Linked DNA regions of Mus musculus: all the other regions are linked to region 3. Evidence: chromatin contacts called from public Micro-C and promoter capture Hi-C data. All regions are on one chromosome and are shown on one strand. Each heading gives the region's core, a stretch centred on a gene start, on an enhancer-like site or on the middle of the called end of the contact. The rest is flanking DNA. Distances are from core to core; before and after follow the strand shown. Region 1 holds the start of Nupl1 (nucleoporin like 1). Region 2 holds the start of Amer2 (APC membrane recruitment 2). Region 3 holds the start of Fgf9 (fibroblast growth factor 9).

What was found. Promoter capture Hi-C pulls out the DNA fragments that hold promoters and counts their contacts. Hi-C and Micro-C count contacts between places; a contact is called where the count stands out from the background.
Region 1: a promoter capture Hi-C map of liver shows a contact between it and region 3, with 4 times the contacts expected there. The contact joins the promoter of Nupl1 here to the promoter of Fgf9 in region 3. A contact is called at or near these places in 2 of 39 promoter capture datasets (hippocampal neurons and liver).
Region 2: a Micro-C map of embryonic stem cells shows a contact between it and region 3, with 2.9 times the contacts expected there. The contact joins the promoter of Amer2 here to the promoter of Fgf9 in region 3. A contact is called at or near these places in 5 of 39 promoter capture datasets (cranial neural crest, liver, pre-B cells and 1 more) and 1 of 484 Hi-C or Micro-C datasets (embryonic stem cells).

What each region holds. Positions count from the first base shown.
Region 1 is chr14:60,249,967-60,252,886 of GRCm38.p6, forward strand. Nupl1 (nucleoporin like 1) reads right to left here and starts at 1,513. Exons shown (of 15, transcript NM_170591.2): 1 at 1,197-1,513. The coding sequence starts at 1,303. Gm38641 (a long non-coding RNA gene) reads left to right here and starts at 1,508. Exons shown (of 3, transcript XR_874661.1): 1 at 1,508-1,587.
Region 2 is chr14:60,376,299-60,379,114 of GRCm38.p6, forward strand. Amer2 (APC membrane recruitment 2) reads left to right here and starts at 1,394. Exons shown (of 1, transcript NM_028113.4): 1 at 1,394-2,816. The coding sequence starts at 1,949.
Region 3 is chr14:58,071,391-58,074,090 of GRCm38.p6, forward strand. It overlaps Fgf9 (fibroblast growth factor 9), which reads left to right and starts at 1,296. Exons shown (of 3, transcript NM_013518.4): 1 at 1,296-1,942. The coding sequence starts at 1,666.

The sequences.
Region 1 (2,920 bases), core at 263-2,762, 2.2 Mb after region 3:
TAAAACTTGGTAGCTCACAGTGGGCCTTAACTCCAGTGTGGTGTGGTGTGGTAGTGGTGGTGGTTGGGGGGGGGGGGTGTCTGACGGACTCTTCTGGTATTTAAGGGCAATGCACAGCCATGATGCACAGATGCAAGCAGAACACCCACACACATTAAATAAAAATAATTAAAATCTTTAAAAAAAAAAGAACTAAGTAAGATACACCATTAAAAACGACAAACCTAAAGCCAGTTAATCGATGACACAAGAAAACAAGGTGAAAGTTAAAAGAGACAGCAGAGCACACCGTCGCCTGTGTCTCGACAACATAGGTAGTGAAGATTAAGAAAGCATATGCAAAAATGGGACTTAACTGGGGCAGTCTGATTGTACTGTTATTTTGGATTTGCTGTATCTAACGGGGGCTGTTAAGAGAGAGAGAGAGAGAGAGAGAGAGAGAGAGAGAGCGAGCTTTCTTTGAGACATTAAGCCTATAGGTCTTGTTATGCCTCGGGAGATACCTGTCCTTCGAGTACACATTTCCTCATTTGATCAACTCTTTACCAAAGGCCGAGTCTGAGTGATTAATGCTTTCAGTGAAATAGCTTTTTGGAATCCCTAGCTACTCATCTGTCACTACCGGAATCTATTACACAAACTGAAGAATATACCACTTAAGCTTGCAGTGAACGGAAAAGATCATGTGGTGGATGGTTATAACACAAAATGCTTTGCGATGCTATGCTAATCTGTATAGGGCACAAAATAACTATGATACAATACATGCCATAAAAATGTTAAAAAGACAGAAGGGGGTCCTGTGGCACAAAGGCTTGAAACAAACAAAAAATCATAAATCCAATGCATCGTAACGTTCAAAACCGAAATCTAAACCACCCGGGGATATTTTTTTTAACTTACATCCTACCTATTTTTCTGTTCCTAAAAGCCAGCAACAAGCTGTCATTCATTCAACACTCATTCTATCCCTGAACCCGAGGGGTCGCGTAGGCGTAGCCGCGACTCCAGGCCGCTTCCCGCAGTCGGGCCCACTCCGCGTCGTCGCGGCGCGACCGGGGACTGCAGAGCCTCGGCGGCAGGGGTCCACAGCCCACTGCGCGGCTCGTAGGGAAGCCTAGCAGCCTGAAGGCAGGCCTCGATGTGCAGACCTCCGCGGGGAAGCACCAGGGTCCCCTGCTAGGCGGCACCATTACCTAGACGCGACGGTCCCGAAGGAGAAGCCGCTGCCCGCTCCGGTCCCGCCGGGGGCCACAGTGGTGGAGCCGAGGGTCCCAGACCCGAAGGAGAACCCCGTGGCCATGGCGGCCCTTGGCGCGAAGGCGTCAGCTAGGGTGGAGAGGCCTAGGACGCTTCTGTCCCTTCACTGCCGAAGAGGGACGTGCCACATAGCTGGTGCCCAGCGGGTACCGGGTGGGAAACAACCCCAAGCGGCGGTGCGGCAAGGCGAGGGCGGAGTGGGCGGAGCCACAGGCGAACGCATGCGCGACACCGCCCGCGCGCCGAACGCACTAGAAGCGCGCCCGCCGCGCAGGGAACCCTGGGATCGGAGTGGAAGCGGTACTCGTGTGAGGCCGGGCGGATGAGGTAAGGTGGGCGCCCCGCCTACTCGCTTAAAGCGCTAAGCCCCTGAAGTGCCCGGAGAGTCTCGCGGGATTTCGTGCTTTACTTCCTGAATGAAGGCCCTGGAGTGCGGCTTCGGTCCGGCCTCCTGTCAAAAGCCATGCGTAGAGTTCTAGAGTTGGAGAAGACCTTGGTCGTCACCTCACATTCCTCCAAGGGGACGTCTGAGTTTCATTTGGGTGTCGCTGCACCCGAGAAAAAAAGAGGGTGTCTACCTTTTGAGGGTCCAGAAATGTACGGGTTTTAAGTCGCACACGCTTCCGGTCAGCACCCCATGGTACTGCACGCTTGTGCTTCCTGCACGGAGGGTTCAGCGGGGCGGCGTGACACTGCCAGGCTCCTCTGCCTCCGAGTCTGAGGTCAGGACACTGTGCCCCAAATCCTAGTGGACGGTGAATGGGATGGGTGCCGTTCTTGGGGACCTTCCCTGAAGACTGCTTCCTGGCTATGTGGCTTTCCCATAACTTGGGGTATTTACGAGAGGAACTGCGAATTGGAAAGTGTAAGGACAGGGATGAGCGATCTGGCTGGAGAGCTGGCTCAGCACCGACTGCTCTTCCAGAGATCCTGAGTTCAATTTCCTAGCAACCACATGGTGGCTCACAACCATCTGTAAAGGGATCTGATGTCCTCTTCTGGTGTGTCTGAAGACAGCTACAGTGCACTCATACATAAAATAAATAAATCTGAAAAAAAAAAAAAACCCAGAGGGATGTAAATTAGAATGTACGGGCACCCGGAGCAACGTGGGCACCAAGAAATGCTTCTTAGCGGTGGTCTGGGGACACTGCCATCATATCATGGTTCTTTAATTCTCTGGCAGGAATTGGCATACTATTCCTGCAAGTGCGTTGACCAGCTGCCAAGTTTTGTTCGATGAAATTGATCCCATCATCAGACCCCTCAGATTTATGCTAAAGCACAATCCTCCCCATGGTAGTGATTCGAACAAAAGCCCAACGGTCTCTGAGTCTGGCCCTCAGTGCCCTTTATATGACAAATCCTTGGCACTTCTTTTCTCACAGCTCCCCCACAATTCAGCACTTGTTTTGTGTTGACCTTGAGCATTGCTACCTGCAGTTGGCTGAACCGGAACACCCTCCAGATTCATTGTAGAGCCCTGTCCTCTCCCCCAAATACTCATAGTGATGAAAACTCTGTTCCTCGCCATTTCCCTTTGGCAGGTCACAAAAGTTAGATGACGTCAAAAGGTGTGTTTGGCACATGATGTCATGTCAGCCATGAGCCATGCAAACTACAATAAGGAGTAACCTGGCAAGATATCTTTATTGGTGCA
Region 2 (2,816 bases), core at 144-2,643, 2.3 Mb after region 3:
TACATATATAGTAACACACTTTCTAGCCAGCATGGTGTGTTGATGTGTGTGTGTGTGTGTGTGTGTGTGTGTGTAAAGAACTGAGACAGACTTCCAATTGTCCTCCAAAAGCTTTCAAAGAAATAACAAGTGACTTTCTCTTTATAGTTCTTCATGTCTAATCTTTTGCAGGGCAAACGGGACTCTGTTCCATCATGTCACATGATCAATTAGAGCTTCAGGAAGTGGGCCAGTGAGAGGGCTCAGTAGGTGAGGATTCTTGCCCCCAAGTTTGATAACTGATCCTTAGGACCCACAAGGTAGAAGATGAAAACTTCCACAGGTTGTCCTCTGCTGTGGTACGTGTGTGCCCAGACACATAACACACAATACACACATACAAAAGAAGTAAATATTTTGAAAAGAAAACTCATTTTTTTTTAAAAGTCTGTTGTTGTATATTCTGTCCATAAAGAGTCCTGTTAGTAGGTGGAAAGAGCTGGTGGGGTTTGAACTCTGAAAACAGAAAGGTCCTTTGATTCCAGTCTCAGTTTAGAGCCGTTTTTTCATTGAGATGAGAAAGAGCAACATGACTGCTCAACTCCATGGTCTAACTGTGAACCCTGGAGGCTGCCTTGGCCAACAACTGAATCTGCAGTTCAGTATAAGTACAGTATATAAGTAACTCTGAATCTGCAAAATATAAGTAACTTGTGGAAAATAAATTCAAGAGAAGCAGGAAAGACTGGTGTTTGTATGTAAATAGTATATACAATCAAATAATCACTATATATAATCAATATTTTTAAAATAGGGTTATTAAGGATTATAAAACATGAATCTTTTCCAAATCCTTCCCTATTTTGCTGGCAAGCCCTTGGTTAGGAAAAGCTACAATGTTAGCAGTTGTCTTCAAAGTCAGAACACAGAAACCTTACCCACACAGGTTGTTCTCTGGAACCCAGTTCCCTTTGCCTCTAGACCAGTGGGGTCAGAAGCAACCACAGGGACGACCTCTGACCCCTGTCTGGTTTTCCCCCCTGTCCTATTGGGAAAGACAGCGAGTGGGGTCCTTGGGTGTTCTTAGACAGGGGTAGGCTGGGCACAACAGAGAGAGGTATACTTACCATACCCCTGAATGAAAGAGGAAGACTGAGCCCAGGCCTCTAAGACCCACCTGCAGAGGGATCAGAATTCTCCAACCTAAGTTCTCAGTGTGCTCAGTCTATTGTGACCAATTGGTGGCTTCTGTGACTTAAGCCCCATGTCACTGGGGTGGGGGATAAAAGCTTTGTGGTCTCCCAAAGGACCAGCGAACCCTAGGGGACTGTTGCACTTTCGTTGCTGAGAGCTGCTAATTGGTATTTGACTGACGGCTGTTGCTTCTGTAACAGGAAATCAGAGCCACATGATCAGAATACAGCATCAACCTGAAGAGGACTACATTCGGCACTGGACCAGACGCAGGCGTGAACAGATTGGCATGGTGCCTCTTGGGCTTAGTACCCACACGCTAAGACCTATGTGAAGGACCGGAGAAAGATAGGAGGCTGCATGAAGTCCAAAACAGATGATAAAGGAAAAGGCATTGTTCTTTGTGGACATGGGGGACGCATGTGTTAATTTTTGAAGCTGCGATCCTAGGAAAAGCTGGGCTAGAGGAAGAAGAACCTGAGGTGGTGAGAATCAACGCACTGGGATCCAAAGCCCATAATTATGAATTTCATTTTTTTCTTTCGCCTCGAGGCTGCGATGAAGGCTCTTGCTACACAAAAACCTATGTGGCACCCAGGATATTATATAAGCCCTTGGCAGGAGGGGAGATAGTCCGGTTTGTGCGCTTCAGCCGCCGCAGTTGCAGTAGCCACAGCGCAGCAGCGAGAGCCGCTCAGGTTGATTTAGAACGCGGGTGACAGTGGCCTGGCGCGAGCCTACGGCTGACGACAGCGGCTGATCCCACTCGGTTTCCATGGAGACGGGCAGGAGCCGCGGCGGCGGCGCGGCTGTCAGCGAGCGCGGCGGCGGCGCGCGCGCGGGGGTCTGCGGGAGGCAGGAGCAGGCCGGGGCCCTCGCTGCAGACATGGACTCGCATTGTGAGTGCGCCGCGGAGACGCCCGCCGCAGAGCCGCCGTCGGGGAAGATCAATAAGGCTGCGTTCAAGTTATTCAAGAAAAGGAAATCGGGGGGCACCATGCCCAGCATTTTTGGGGTCAAAAACAAAGGGGATGGGAAGAGCTCGGGGCCGACGGGAATGGTGAGAAGCAGGACCCACGACGGACTAGCCGAGGTGTTGGTGCTGGAGGGCAGCAAGAAGGAGGAGCCGCCTGGCGGGAGCGATCACAGCGGGGCCCGGCCGATCCCCGGACCCCCCAAACCCTCCGGGCCTGGCCTGGGCTCCCTGGCCAGCAGCTCGGTGGCCAAGTCCCACAGCTTCTTCTCCCTGCTGAAAAAGAACGGGCGATCGGAGACCGGCAAGGGAGACCATGCCGAGGCGAGCAAGGCTGGCGGCAAACAAAAGAGGGGGCTGAAAGGGATCTTCAGCAGCATGCGCTGGCACCGGAGGGACAAGCGCGGCAAGGAGGAGGAGGAGAAGGCGGTGCGCGCGGCGGGCCCGGGCAACCTGGTTCTGCCCGGTTCGCTCACCGCCAGCCTGGAGTGCGTCAAGGAGGAGCCGCCCCGAGCCGCGCGCCGCCCGGACAGCCCGGGCCAGGACGCCTCGCGACACGCAGCAGGTGAGCCCGCAGGGGGAGAGCAGGCGCCCGCGTCCGCCGAGAGCGCCCCGGAGCGGATCTGCCTCGAGGCCGGGAGCCCCACCGGCTCTGGCGATCAAAGCTCCC
Region 3 (2,700 bases), core at 46-2,545:
TGGAACTCGAGCCTTTCACTTCCAGGCAAAGTAGAGCTCAAGGTGGCAAAGCCCGTCCTGAGTAGCTTTGTTTGGGGGCGAGAGAGAACTCATTGGAACCTTCTCCCTGAAGACGCACACTCAGATCTGGGGCGTGAGTCGAACTCAAGGACAGGGGCTGTTTTCAGGCGCCCTGGGTGCCCTTTGCTCCTAGCCGCGGGAACCTGGGGGGAGGCAGGACCCGAACAACTCAAAGATGCGAACCAGAATTCCCTTAACAAACCCGAGTGTGGGCCCACCAGTGTGTGTGTTTTGTGTGTGTGTGTGTGTGTGTGTGTGTGTGTGTGTGTGTGTGTGTGTGAGGGAGAGAGAGAGAGAGAGAGTGAGAGAGAGGGAGAGAGAGAGAGAAGAATCTGACTCACACCCAACTGTCTTACCTGCAATATTGTTTGCGCGTCTGTAAGTCTGGCTGTAGAATGAAAGAGAAACTGCCCTGTCCAACCAAGCTCCCTACACCAACCCTTCCCTCCCAGTCTATTTTATAATGCGACGCAAGGTTACAGAGTCCGCGCGAAAACTGCTTTCTCAGTTCCCCTCTGACCCTGCGTCTCTAGCAAGCTAGATTTCTTGTGGCCGAATGTCTTCGGGCTGCTGCTTCCCGTCTCTGGCACCGCGTCTCCGGCGTCTCTAAAGCCGGGTTTCCTAGGTCGTCCTCCCGGAGAAGTCCCGCGCTCTGCCCGCCTGTGCCCGGCCTGCGGCAGAGCGGCTCGAGCGTCAGGGCGGGCGCTAGGACCGGGCGGAGCGGGGCGGCCGCCGCGCTACCTTAAACCCGGCCCAATGCCGCCGCCTGCGCCACTCTGCGCGCCGGCGGGGGCTGCGCAGGAGGAGCGCTCCGCGGCCACGGCGCTGCGCGGCCCGCGCGGCGACACCTGTTCGCGGCAGCCCGGGCAGCACGCGAGCTCCGGGACGCGGTCCTCGCCCGCCGCTTGCCGCTCGCCTCACTGCAAGCCGCTGGACCTCCGCAGAGCCTCTGCAGCGTTCTGGATACTAGCTTTGGACGCCGAAAGTTTTTTCCCCCTTCTTTTTGTTATATTATCTTTATTTTTTGGAGGAGGGACTGGGAGGAGAGATTTGTCGCCGCCGCCAACGTGAGATTTTTTTTTTCCCCTTGAAGGATTCATGCTGATGTCTGCAGAGTCGGTTAGAGAGTAAAAACAGCGCATGCCTTTCTGGAGTCAGGATCCGTAAATTCTGACGTAGCCCGAGCATCTTAAAAATCCCTGTAATATCGCCCAGGCACTTACGTTGCTATGGTCATTCTGATCTCTAAGCAAATGGAGAAACTACGGATTTTTTTCCCTTATTACGGTCGGATGGGATGAAGACCTTTCTGCCTGCTGAGAGTCGAGGCTCCATATGTAGCGATGCATAGCTGTGTTGATCAATGTCAGTGTGTGAGTATAAAGTGGTGGCTTCTTAGACTATCAGTGGTTTGACCTTGAACCTGTGCCAGAGAAACAGCCGATTACTTTTATTTATGCATCGGATGGATTGAAGAAAAGAACCCTTTTTCCCTCTCTGTCTGCAACTGCGGCAAGGGAGGGGAGTTGGATATACCTCGCCTAGTGTCTCCTGGTTGATACCATCATTATTGTTTATTCTTGTGCTTAAAAGCCGAGTCCTCTGATGGCTCCCTTAGGTGAAGTTGGGAGCTATTTCGGTGTGCAGGACGCGGTACCGTTCGGGAACGTACCGGTGTTGCCGGTGGACAGTCCGGTGTTGCTAAGTGACCACCTGGGTCAGTCCGAAGCAGGGGGGCTGCCCCGGGGCCCCGCAGTCACGGACTTGGATCATTTAAAGGGGATTCTCAGGCGGAGGCAGCTGTACTGCAGGACTGGATTTCATTTAGAGATCTTCCCCAACGGTACTATCCAGGGAACCAGGAAAGACCACAGCCGCTTCGGTAGGTATGCCTTTAACCCCTCACTGTCCACGCGCTGACACGGTCAGATTATTAACTACCAGAAAGGTGGTGGTTAGGCGGGGATGCTCGAAGGGCTATATTCTCATATTCATAACCCCTGCCCCCCACATCTTTGAGTATCTTGCCAGCCCAGGGAGGGGAAAAAGCCTCCGGAATTGCAGATCTGCGTCTGGCATTGGTGCAACTTCACCCTCAGAAGGCCCTTCTTTTCTTTTTCTTCTTCTTTATTTTTCTTAAAGGAGGGTGTGTGAGTGTGAGTATGAATATAACCCAAAGCCCAAGTTTTTTCATTTGATATGTGAGACGATAAGGTTTAAGAAGTTTCTTTTTAAACGGACCCATTTCCATTAGTTTAAAGCTTTAACCACTAAGAACTTTAAACTGCATCCAGTTTCCTGTAGGTAGCTGGTATCTTGCTCAAATTAAGTTTTTTTTTCTCCCTTCCCTTTTCCTCTAATAAGCATTCTGCCTGAATTGTAAATTAAGCGTGTCGTTTATTCCCGGTGGCTGGTCTGAAATCTCTCAGGCAAAGATTGCTGGGTGATCTGGGGGAAGCACTGAAGTCGTGTTTTAGATCCGAAACATCCGGGGCAGAAGCCCCTGGGGAAACTGACCCGAGTGGGGGCGGAAATCCCACTAGGGGTGCCGGCTCTTCCATCCGTTGGTTCCCAACCTCCGCTTTTTAATTTCCACAGCGTGTAGCCTTGTGTGGGTTTCCTGAGTGGCTTTCTGGTGTG